Regions from separate parts of the Macaca mulatta genome. Here region 2 is linked to region 1. Evidence: chromatin contacts called from public Hi-C data. All regions are on one chromosome and are shown on one strand. The core of a region is the stretch at or near the end of the contact, and the rest is flanking DNA. Distances in the headings are between cores, read along the strand shown.

The links. Hi-C and Micro-C count contacts between places; a contact is called where the count stands out from the background.
Region 2: a Hi-C map of fibroblasts shows a contact between it and region 1, with 2.2 times the contacts expected there. The contact joins two enhancer-like sites. A contact is called at or near these places in 3 of 14 Hi-C or Micro-C datasets (CD4 T cells, fibroblasts and liver).

Annotation. Positions count from the first base shown.
Region 1 is chr11:29,874,308-29,880,137 of T2T-MMU8v2.0, reverse strand. No RefSeq gene overlaps it. Among named protein-coding and RNA genes, the nearest start is that of PPFIBP1, 55 kb to the left of the region's middle. Within about 2 kb of position 1,942, at least 37 of the 40 cell types and tissues checked have an H3K27ac peak or open chromatin away from gene starts, as enhancers often do.
Region 2 is chr11:29,980,557-29,986,017 of T2T-MMU8v2.0, reverse strand. The region is part of intron 1 of PPFIBP1 (PPFIA binding protein 1); the gene reads right to left. Among named protein-coding and RNA genes, the nearest start is that of PPFIBP1, 51 kb to the right of the region's middle. Within about 2 kb of position 3,362, at least 1 of the 40 cell types and tissues checked has an H3K27ac peak or open chromatin away from gene starts, as enhancers often do.

The sequences.
Region 1 (5,830 bases), core at 693-3,192:
AAGACTTGTTCACCATTATTGCAGAGCCATTTGCAATTTTTGTGTCTTAAGCCAAAATACAAACCAAAATTAAAATGTTCTTGTCTTTCCAATAAAGCAAATTTTCCTTTCTCAAAAAGCCTGCTATTTATCCACCCTATTTAATTTTTGCAGGAACTAAGAACAATACAGACCCAGGTATGTCATAAACAACGGCACAACCAAACACTTCTTTCTAGTTCTGAAACCTAATGATCATCTGGCTAGAAAGATAGAGAACCCCATGGATAGTCCTCTATCCCATTTCCTGACTTGGGTTTACTAGAGGTACTGTTGTGTCTTCTTTGTTTCTCCATCTCCTGGAAATGCTTTTTCCTTCAGGGGCCTGGGATATGGATTTTGACTCACAATGAAGTCCACTCCCATTTCCTCCAGACCTGGCAACAGTAGGATCCTCACTGCTAAGGAGGAACTTCGGTGAAAGAAAGGGGAAACTTGACTCAGGAGTCTCAGCGCTGACTTTTTTTTTTTTTTTCCTTCCTGCTCCAGAAGAGAGCCTTAAAGCACTGATGAGAGGGTCCTGAATCAGTGTATGGAGTCAATTTCCCCGCCCCTTCGAGAAAGTCAATCACACCCAGTTAGTGACCAGGGCACACAAAATCTCCACACAGGAAAAAGACAGCGTTTGAAACAGGAAATAAACAAAAATCAGAATTCTGTTCTTTCACTTCTTAAAGTATCTTTTCACTTCTTAAAGTATCTTTTTCCTCCCGACAGGCAATTGCTTTCCCAAAATACCAAACTTGGACTTTGAAATCAAGTTCTCTTTCTATTGCTCTCCGCAGTTCTCACTGAAAGAAAGGATTTGTTTTGGTCCCACATGTTGAAAAATTCACGACTCTATAATTAAGAGTTTATATGCCACGCCTTCTACCGCATTTCCCTGTTAAAACTCCCTTCTCTAAAAGAGATCCCTGAAAACACAACTACCAGCCCACCTTTAAAGCAGCCACAGGAAACAGATCTGAAGATTCTCAGCAGCCATCCTAACCCCTCCAAATACAAAGTTGGCAGCTGAAGGGATTTCTCGGTTAAAATGAGCGAATACTAGTTGCAGTTTTAGAAGTGTGCCCCCAAGAGACGAGTTTTCCCACAAGCTCATAATTAATACACACCCCAAGTGAATTTCTCACGTCCTGACTGGATTACACAAAAGGATATTTTACATTGATATATAAGAATAACACTGATATTCTTTTAATATATAATAGGCCACAAGGAGACAAAAAAAATACAAAACTTTTTTTCTTTTCAACGAGCATAATTTTTGAGTCGATGATTCATAATTTTTTTGCGGCATTTTAAAATCCCCCAATGTAGAGAGACACACACCCCTCTGGTTGGGGTTCTCAGGTATTACTGGGAACCTAGGGTGTGGGGGTCTAAGGATACAGACAAGACCTAAACGTCCAATCCTGGAGTATTCTTCACGTACAAGCTCGGTCGGAGCCCCAGGAGTTAAGCCCTACCCTCCACCCCTACCACCCCCCAAAAGTGCCCATTCCCATTGGGAAACAGGAGTGAGTTGCACAAGGAAATCGACCCAGGGAAGAGGAGGAGCAGCTGCAACAGCCAGCTGCAGCCACACAACGGTGCCACTTCCCTCCCGTCTCGTAGTGGAGCAAAACGCCCTTACCTGGGGGGTGGAGAGCCGCCGGCACTAGTTCCAAAAGTTCTCGTCCACCTCCTCTTGGAGCTCAAAGCCCCAGCACTCCGGCCCGTCCGCCGGCTCGCAGCACACGAGTCCTTCCCCGTCCCTTCCCCACCCTGCCTGCACTACACCATGTCAGGAATCCGGGCAGGCACCGAGCTGGGAGCTGACATCACTCCCAGTTCAGGTACCTCCCCCTCCCACTGCCGCCCTTCTCTCCTCCCTCCCTGCAGGAATCAGCCAAAGAGAGTCAGCAGTGGGGCGGAGCCGGAGGCGCCTGCGCGCCCGCTGATTGGAGCCGGGGAACGTCACTCAGAGGAGTCCACTAATTTTATACATTCCTCGCTGAGCCAGACTAGGGCTGAAAGTGGGTGGATGGAAGAAAATGCTGCCCTTCCTGCTATCTCTAAGGAACGGAGATAATGCGATGGGGAAGAACCTGGCGGGTCGAGTTTTAGACTTTTCTTGTTGTAGTTACTGAGATTGCAGATCAGAAACGAAACTAACCCACGCGAACCCCCTTTTTAAGGAGAAACAATTGCCTCAGTGTCACGGGCACACGGGCATGTACGAGCCCGGCGGCGCGTGGTGTAGAAAATGGCTAGCTTTAAGCCATGCAAATAAAGGAAAACGTCAGCTCACCCTTCTGCCCTTTTATCCTGGGACTGCTGGGTGTTCCCTTAGACGGGGAATGTAGAGCTTCAAAAGCACTTCAGAAAGATTTGGAAGAGACTCCTGAAAACGGTGACCGAGCTTTGAATTGCTAAGTGGTGTTATCAGCCACATGGCTGCTTTTGCTTTTAGCGATGAAAATCACACCACACAAGCTTCTCGGGCAAGTAAAATTGAATCTCTGAAGCAAGAAAAATTTATTTACTCGTTTAAAGACCTTAAGGCTGCTGTTTTAATGCACACACTGAAAAGGGTGGAGGAAGGAGGGACCTCACAATTGAGTTCCACAAACCACATGAGAATAATTACTGTTGAATGGAACCAATTGTAGTGGCTGAGCTATCAATTAAGAATTAACTAACGTTTATCCTTGACAGATATCATGCGGTATAATCCCCTTGGCTGACAGAAGAGAAAGATTCTCAGAAGATGGTTCTTTCAAGGCAGATGCTACTTAGAGGCAGGACTGAATGGTGAAAAGCAGCTTTATTTGTGTGAGATATAGGTAGCATATAACCCACCATCTTCTAGAAATATAGTGAATTAATAACTTTCTTTTTTTCTCTTTTTTTTTTTAAAAAACAGCTCACTCTGTCACCCAGGCTGGAGTGCAGTGGCACGATCTGGCTTACAGCAACCTTCTCCTCCCGGGTTCAAGTGATTCTCCTGCCTCATCCTCCGAGTAGCTGGGACTACAGGCGCCCACCACCACACCCGGCTAATTTTTGTATTTTTAGTTGAGAGGGGTTTCTGCCATGCTGGCCAGGCTGGTCTCGAAATCCTGACCTCGAGTGATCCACCTGCCTCTGCCTCACAAACTGCTGGGATTACAGGTGTGAGCCACCGCGCCAGGCTTCATTGTTTTTTGATTGATGACATGCCTTACATTTCACCGATCTGCCAAAAATTGTAGAGGGATGCACAGAATCCAGCATTGTGTCTTGTTTAATCTTCCCAATCATCCTGTAAATTGAGTGTTATTAGCCCTATTTTAACATAAGGAATCAAAGGCTCAGCAAAGTTATGTAAGTAAATTTCTCCAGATCACCCGGAACTTGGATTGAAACCAAGGTCTATTTGACTCCAAAGCCATAGTTTTTCTTTCCATATCTCAAGTATTGAGTGTCCATAATATATATTTTTTCAAACAATAGAATGCTACAAGAAATCCACAGGCTTGGGCCACTGCCCTCACAGACCTACTTTGTATCATTACCCCCTTGTTGCTTGTCAGGCCTGCACTATCCCAAACTCTTGACTTGAATTTCTGACTCCAGTTTCCCCCAATTCTAATTCTTTCTCTGTACCACTACCAGATGAGTTTTCTAAAATGTTTGGTTTTGTCATCAACCTCTTCCCCTCTAAATCGGGTCCCCCTTTCCCGGCAATTCTTTTCTAGCCATTTAAAACTCTCCCTTATCTGGCTTCTACTTCCCTTTCCCAGCTTATCTCCTACTTCGCTCCCAGGAAACCCTCTCTGTAGTCAAAACAGGTCTACTCACAGATCCCTGCTTCATTCTCACCTTTCGGCCTAACCGGAATCCCCACTCATCTGTGTGTTAAGTCCCACCCTTCTCTCAAAGCCTAATTAAAGTCCTTGTCCTGTGCCAAGACTTAGCTGTGTGTTACAGCGGACAGAAAAAAGGACTCAAGGTTCTTGGCCTGGCTCTGCCACTTACCTATTGGGTAACTTTGGGCAAGTCACTAAAACATCCATCCCTAATCTCAGTTACCTCCTCTTTAAAATAGGGCTGACAATACCTACGTTAAAGGTTGTTATAAGGATTGAGATTGTAGAGATGTGTAAACATGTGGTTATACATGTCCAGTTAAATGCCTTTCCTGCCTTCCCAAACTCTGAAGAGCAAGCATATTGCTTATAGGACCTCTTTATATTCCTTGTACCCAATTCAAGGAAAAGGCTCAATAAAAATACAGGGCGTGAGAAAATGGATCATTGTATCATTTCTATTCTCTTCCATTCTTTAAATGCACTGTATCCCCAAATAATATCTCAGACAAAAACTAACTGTTTCTTCTTGTTCTTTTTTTTCCTCTCTCTCTCTTTCTATCTTTTTATGCTTTGGCCAGAGCCCTTCCGTTCTCCCACACCCCTACCCACCATTTGTTCAACACCCTTAACTCCCTCAGATTACTTCTGGACCAACTACTTCACCTTTCTCTTAGCTACTCACCCTTCCCTGTCCCACAGTCAGGGACACAACTTGTCCATCAGTGTCTGTTGCCTGTCTTGCTCCCAGATGCCTTCAAACAGAGGCTGGGTGGCTACCAGCCATTCCTACAGCCCTAGTCAGGACGGCTGCATCCAGGCTCACATTCTTCCAAAACTACAGGCAGCCACAGGAGATGGGGGAGGGAATGTCCCACCCCCACAGAGATGGCAGGATAGAAAAACAGGAAGTCGCCTCCCATCCTCTCTGCAGCTGGAGTGATAACAGCTGCCATCCAGAATCCAGAAAACAAAAGACTCAAAGGGAAGGCTGAAAACAGGCCAGGTTTGGAGCAGTAATGTTCAAGCTAGAGGTTACAGGGTGGGTGACGAAGGAACCAATGGTTGAGATTTCAGCCTCTTTCCCCCCCCCGCCCCCGCCTCTTTAACCAGAGTTACAGCTCTTTTATCTGCTCTACATTTAGGCTTCACCATGATACTTCATTTTTTGAAGACAGTGTAACCCTTAAATAAACATACTGAAATCACTGGCCTCTGGGTATCTTGGGGAAACTCCAAAAAAATCAGGATAGTGCAGCAGAAGCAACACAGGATGCCTGATGAGAAGGTAACCAGAACCTACTCACTATCCCGGCTCCTGGCTGGCTTAGTGCAAATGATTATTTATGATTCCTATGGTTTCAATGCTAATTTACTCTGCAGGTCTAGATATTTTCTGCCTAGTTATTCCTATGACCAGCCTTACCTTTGGTAACTTTTTGCCAAAGAGAACCACTATTGGGGGGCAGGGAGCAAGAGACACCGCGGAGCAGGAGTAAACTACTCAATTAGAACTTGAAATGGATCCTAAAAGTCATTTGATGCAACCACTATTAAAATGCAAGAAACCCTTCATCAACATTCCTTACAGGTAGCTTCCAGCCCCTGCTTGAACTCATCTGGCAACCAGTAACACACACAAAGAAGCAAGCAGCCCACCATTAAAGATCTTTCTCATCTCCATCTAGATCCTGCTTTACTGACTTTCTCCCCAAAGACATCTGTCTTGTGTCTCATTTAATCGTCACAAACATCCTGTAAGTGTTACTAGCATCATTTTGACATGAGGAATCAAAGACTCTCCAGGGTTATACAAGTAAATTGCTCCAGATTGCCCAGAACTGGGATTGAAACCAAGGTCTAGGGGCCGAGCGCGATGGCTCATGCCTGTAATTCCAGCACTTTGGGAGGCCGAGGTGGGCGGATCACGAGGTCAGGAGATTGAGACCATCCTGGCC
Region 2 (5,461 bases), core at 2,113-4,612, 100 kb before region 1:
TTTGAGACAAGGTCTCACTATGTTGCCAGTTGGCTGGTCTTGAATTCCTGGGCTCATACAACCCTGCAGCCTCAGTCACAATTTTATTAAATCCAAAGGCAGTAATGAAGGAACAACGGACACATAAGAGGAAGAAAAATCAATAGCCAAGGTGGTAGACTTAAACTGAAGCACATAAATAATCGGATTAAGTATTGTGTAAGTTGGAGCTAAGCCATGGGTATGCAAAGGCATACAAAGTGGTATAAACGGACAGCGGAGACTCAGAAGCAGGAAGAGTGAGAGGAAGGTAAGGATGAAAAACTACCTATTGGGTACAATGTACACTATTCAGGTGACAGGAGCACTAAAATCCCAGACTTCACCACTATACAATGCATCCACGTAACTGAAAACCACTTGAACCCTTAAAGTTACCGAAATAAAACAATTTTTTAAAATAACATTTTAAAAATTACATTAAGTACAAATGGAATAAACACTGATAAGGGCCAGAGATCATCAGATTAGTTTTTTTAAGTCCTAATTATGTGCTATTAATAGAGACTTTAAATATAAAGAAATATAATAGTAAAAGGATGAAAAATGAGATAACATACATATGTAAGCATAGGAAAGCAGGAGCGGATATATTAAAAAAACTACAAATCAGGAAGTATGACTAGAAAGAAAGATATTTTACAATGATAAGAGTTAATTCATCAGGAAGTCACAACAAGCGCAAATGTTTTTGCAACTAATAACAGAGCTTCCAAATACATGAAGCAAAAACTGATGGTGTTAAGGGAGAATTTAATCCACTTATATTTAATGTAACATAAATACGGTTGACTTGGCTGGATTGAAATCTACTGATAAGGTTGGATTTAAGTCTATTGTCCCGCTATTTCTTTTCTGTTTGTCCCATCTATCATTTGTTCTTTTACAACCTTCTTTTGAATTGACAGGTAAGGTAGGAAAAAAAACTTAGTAACACACAAGATTTGAAAATGTTATCAACTATCTTGACCTAACTCAATTTATAGAATAAAAGACCCAAATGCAGAATGTACCTTCAAGTCTACACATTATATTCACCAGGATAAGGCATATATGCAAGGCCACAGAATCAGTTTCAAAAAATTTCAAATGGGTTTTGAAGAACTACACAGAAGAATGAGAAACACACAACCTGAAGTGGTGAAATACTAAGAATAGACCATCCATATTTATTAAAATTCTGCCTTGCCCATGGCTGGAGCTATTTTAGAGACAGCCTAATTTGGCAGGCATCTGTGTTGATAAAGCTATGTTAATTTTCAGGGCTAGGACAACGTATTTTTAAAAATGAAAAGGCTAAATAAAAAAGCTTTGGAAAATCCCCTGGTCTCTAAAAAGACTTTCTTAAATCCTCAAAAACATTTCTGAGAGGAAGATTCCCTGGGCTTCCTCATATAATTAATATAATAAAATATTATTCTAATACAATGGAATATTATTCTACAGTAAAGAGATGGAACAAATAATACATGCAACATTATGTTGAGCAAAAGAAGCCAGACAGAAAGGACCATGTACTATACGATAGTTCCATATGAAATTCAAGAACAGGCAACCTATGATAGAAGGTAGAGTAAGAATTACTTACAGAAAATGGTGAGTGACTGAAAGGAGACACCAGCAGAATTTCTGTTCAATATCTTGATTGGGATATAGGTTACACAAGTTTATACATTTGCCAAAACTCATCAAACTATGCAATGGTCTTTAAAATTTGTCAGGCATTAAGAATCCCAATGTCAATCCCATTTAAGTTCTTTATTTTAACTAGGAAAGAACCATTTGTTGTTGGCTAAATGTTGAAAGCATAAAATTCATTTAGGAACTAATTTAATTGGGAGTACCTTTGAAACATATGCATTAATAATACTGTTTAGCTTCTAACTGTGGCAGATGTAATTGGTGCCCCCTCTGTAATTCCATGCATGCCAGCCCAACTTTTAACTGTCTAAGATTTCAGGGAGCCCTCTGCCATTGGATGTGGTAGTCTGAAAATGCCAGAGAATTAATATCCCTTTAATATTTAAAGTTATCAGCTTTAAATATTCCAGCACACTTTCCCCTAGAAAGAGAAAATTCTGATTCATGTAATGTACATTGGTTCCCAGAATTATCCAGACAATTAAGATCTACTCAGAGTGGTAACTTGTTTGATAATGCATCATTTATCAGTTCTCTTCTTTATTTCTCTAAGTCTTTTCTAGGATTACTTTCCAAATAAAACTTTTGTATTTGAAAAATTAGGAAAGAGAAGTTGGTTGTTAGAAATTAGACATAAAAATTCCACTTTAAAAAAGAACTAAATAATGAATGAAGTTGGACATGCATGGACCTCTGCATCTAAGACTATGATGATAATATGTCACGAATCAAGGATCATGAATAATCCAATTATATGAACCTATGGTCTAAAATAAAAGGCTCAGAATATTCAGCTCCATTTCTTCTCATTCTTTGCTTACCCAGAAATCTGCTAGTTATAATTGAGTTCTTTGAGTGGACAAAACCACTTAGAAAATTACAACTTCACCATCCAAGGCCAGCCACAGTGATTCACCTGTAATCCCACTACTTTGGGAGGCCAAGGCAGGAGGATCACTAGAGCCCAGGAGTTTGAGACCAGCCTGGGCCACATAGTGAGACCCTGTCTCTACAAAAAATAATACAAACTAAGGTGGGTGTAGTGGCATGTATCTGTAGTCCCAGCTGCTCAGGAGGCTGAAGTGGGTGGATCACTTGAGCCCAGGAGCTCAAGGCTGCAGTGAGCCGTGATTGTGCCACTGCACTTCAGCCTGGGTGATAAAGACCCTGTCTCAAAAATAAAGAAAAAAAATCCTAAAGAACAAAAAATTTCACCATCCAATAATTCTCACAAAATAGCAAATTTATTTCTGGATTCTAAGTGGCTAACATATGCTTCTTTGAATGACTTGCTAAAGAAAAAGGTACCAGGAAAACATTAATCACTACTATAACAAAGGAGTGAAGCTGGGGTTCAAAGTCATAGTTCAAACTGGAGAAGCCTCTTATTTGTTGGGTGATGTAAACAGTGAAATGAGTTCTGTTTGCAGGAATTCTCAGGCTACCGGTTTCCTATTCCCACGGCTTAATAAAAATAAATTTAGGAAAGTTTTAGATAAGCAAGCTCTTGGGTATAAGATTCAAATATTATAGTAAGAGACTAAAGCGGGGGGGAAACTAACAGAAATATGTTCAGGGTGTATTTCAGGTTTGGTCAGGACCCATTTAGAGCAGATTTGAATGGGGTAAAATACCAAGGAAAGTTCCGGGCATGGGTGTGGTGGCTAAAGCGTTGGCAAGACACAATAATTTTTTGCAGGGTTGCTGACTAACTGATGTTTTAGGTCAGGCTCGCTGCCCAGTCTTTCTGTGAAGAAAAGAAAGGCCATAAGAAAACTAGCAAGTTTCTTTTAAATTTCTGTGAGAATAACATCTGTCCTAGCTTTGTCAGCTTTCTTTGGGTAAAATGCTTGGGTTCAAAAGAGAACCCTGAACTTCTTACCCAGGATAGATAGAATTCACTGAGACTAAGACACTTAAAAGAAGAAATTTCCAGAGAAAGGGAGAATGTTCACATACATTCCACTAGGTTGGTAGAACGCCACAGTATTCTGTGGTCATTATGAAAATAGAATATGTTTTCACACAAATTACTCATACCTTTCTCAACAGTTTTTTTTTTTTTTTCCTGCAAGGAGCTGTCTTTGAAGGTTAATCAGTTACACAATGATTGCCAATGCATGCAGCAATACAATCTCAGCAAAGAGAAACTATCTTAAAAAGAGAGATCATATTTGAAGCACAACAGAGTAACAACCATCAACAACAATTTACTGTACATTCATAAATAACTAAAGAATATAATTGGAATGTCTGTAACACAAAGAAATGACAGACGCTTGAGGTGACAGATACCCCGTTTACCCTGATGTGATCATTATGCCTGTATCAATATCTCATGTACCCCATAAAGGCACATACCTACTATGTACTTATAAAAATTAATTTAAAACAAAAACCAAACCAGATCTAAAGGGAGAAACAGGTACTAGTAAGTCAGTGGTTTGGAACAGCAGCATCACCTGTGAGCTAGTAAGAAATGCAAATCCCACCAGACATGGTGGCTCACACCTGTAATCCCAGCACTTTGGGGAGCAGAGGTGGGCAGATCACTTGAGGTCAGGAGTTTGAGACCAGCCTGACCAACATGGTGAAATCCCATCTCTACTAAAAATACAAAAATTAGCTGGGCATTGTGGTGCGCACCTGTAGTCCCAGCTACTGGGGATGCTGAGGCAGGAGAATTGCTTGAACCCAGGAGGTAGAGGTTGCAGTGAGCCAAGATTGCACCACTGCAATCCAGCCTGGGCGACAGAGCAAGACTCCATCAGAAAGAAAGAAAGAAAGAAAGAAAGAAAGGAAGAAAGGAAGAAAGGAAGGAAGGAAGGAAGGAAGGAAGGAAGGAAGGAAGGAAGGAAGGAAGGAAGGAAGGAAGGAAGGAAGGAAGGAAGGAAGGAAGGAAGGAAGAAAGAAAGAAAAGAAAGAAAAGAAAGAAAGAAAGAAAGAAAGAAAGAAAGAAAGAAAGGAAGAAAGGAAGAAAGGAAGAAAGGAAGAAAGAAAGAAAGAAAGAAAGAAAGAAAGAAAAGAAAGAAAGAAAGAGAAAGGGAAAGGGAAAGGGAAAGGGAAAGGGAAAGGAAAGGAAAGGAAAGGAAAGGGAAAGGGAAAGGGAAAGGGAAGGAAAGGAAGAAAAGAAAAGAAAAGAAAAGAAGAAAAGAAAAGAAAAGAAAGAAAGAAATGCAAATCCCTGAACCCCACCCTAGGTCTACTGAATCAGAACCTCCAGGGGCAGGCCCAGCAATTTGTGTTTTTCCAAGCCCGCCCACTGGCTCTGAGGCACACTCAATCACTAGACTCACACACACTGAGGCCTGTCTTTCGTCCTTGGGACAACAAGCCCTGCCCAGATGAGGTGGGAATTGGCTGACAAGGTAAATAAGGGCAGAATTCCTCTCCCCATTCCTCAGCTTCTTACTTTTCATCCAAAAATAACAGCTTTGAAGAAGCCATTCAGGTTTTAATTCAAAAAATCTCTGCCTTTAAACCTCAACCATTGTAGGTCCTTATGTCTGCAACATTTTAGATTCTTAAATATAACCTTGTTTTCTGATTCTCTGCTATATATCTGTCATCACATATTTTTTTCCTTCCCACTCCATGAGCCCAAACCGTTTTCACCACCAATCTGCTCTAACATCCCTAGAAAATTAATTCAGAATCACTTGGAAAGGGCAAAACAGGGGCAGGGGAAGTGGTGAAACCAGAAAAGGTAGGGAGTGTTGGCAGCAAGGGTGATATCTAATGTTACAACACAACTTTTTTAAAAATTGGGGTCTGGCTATAT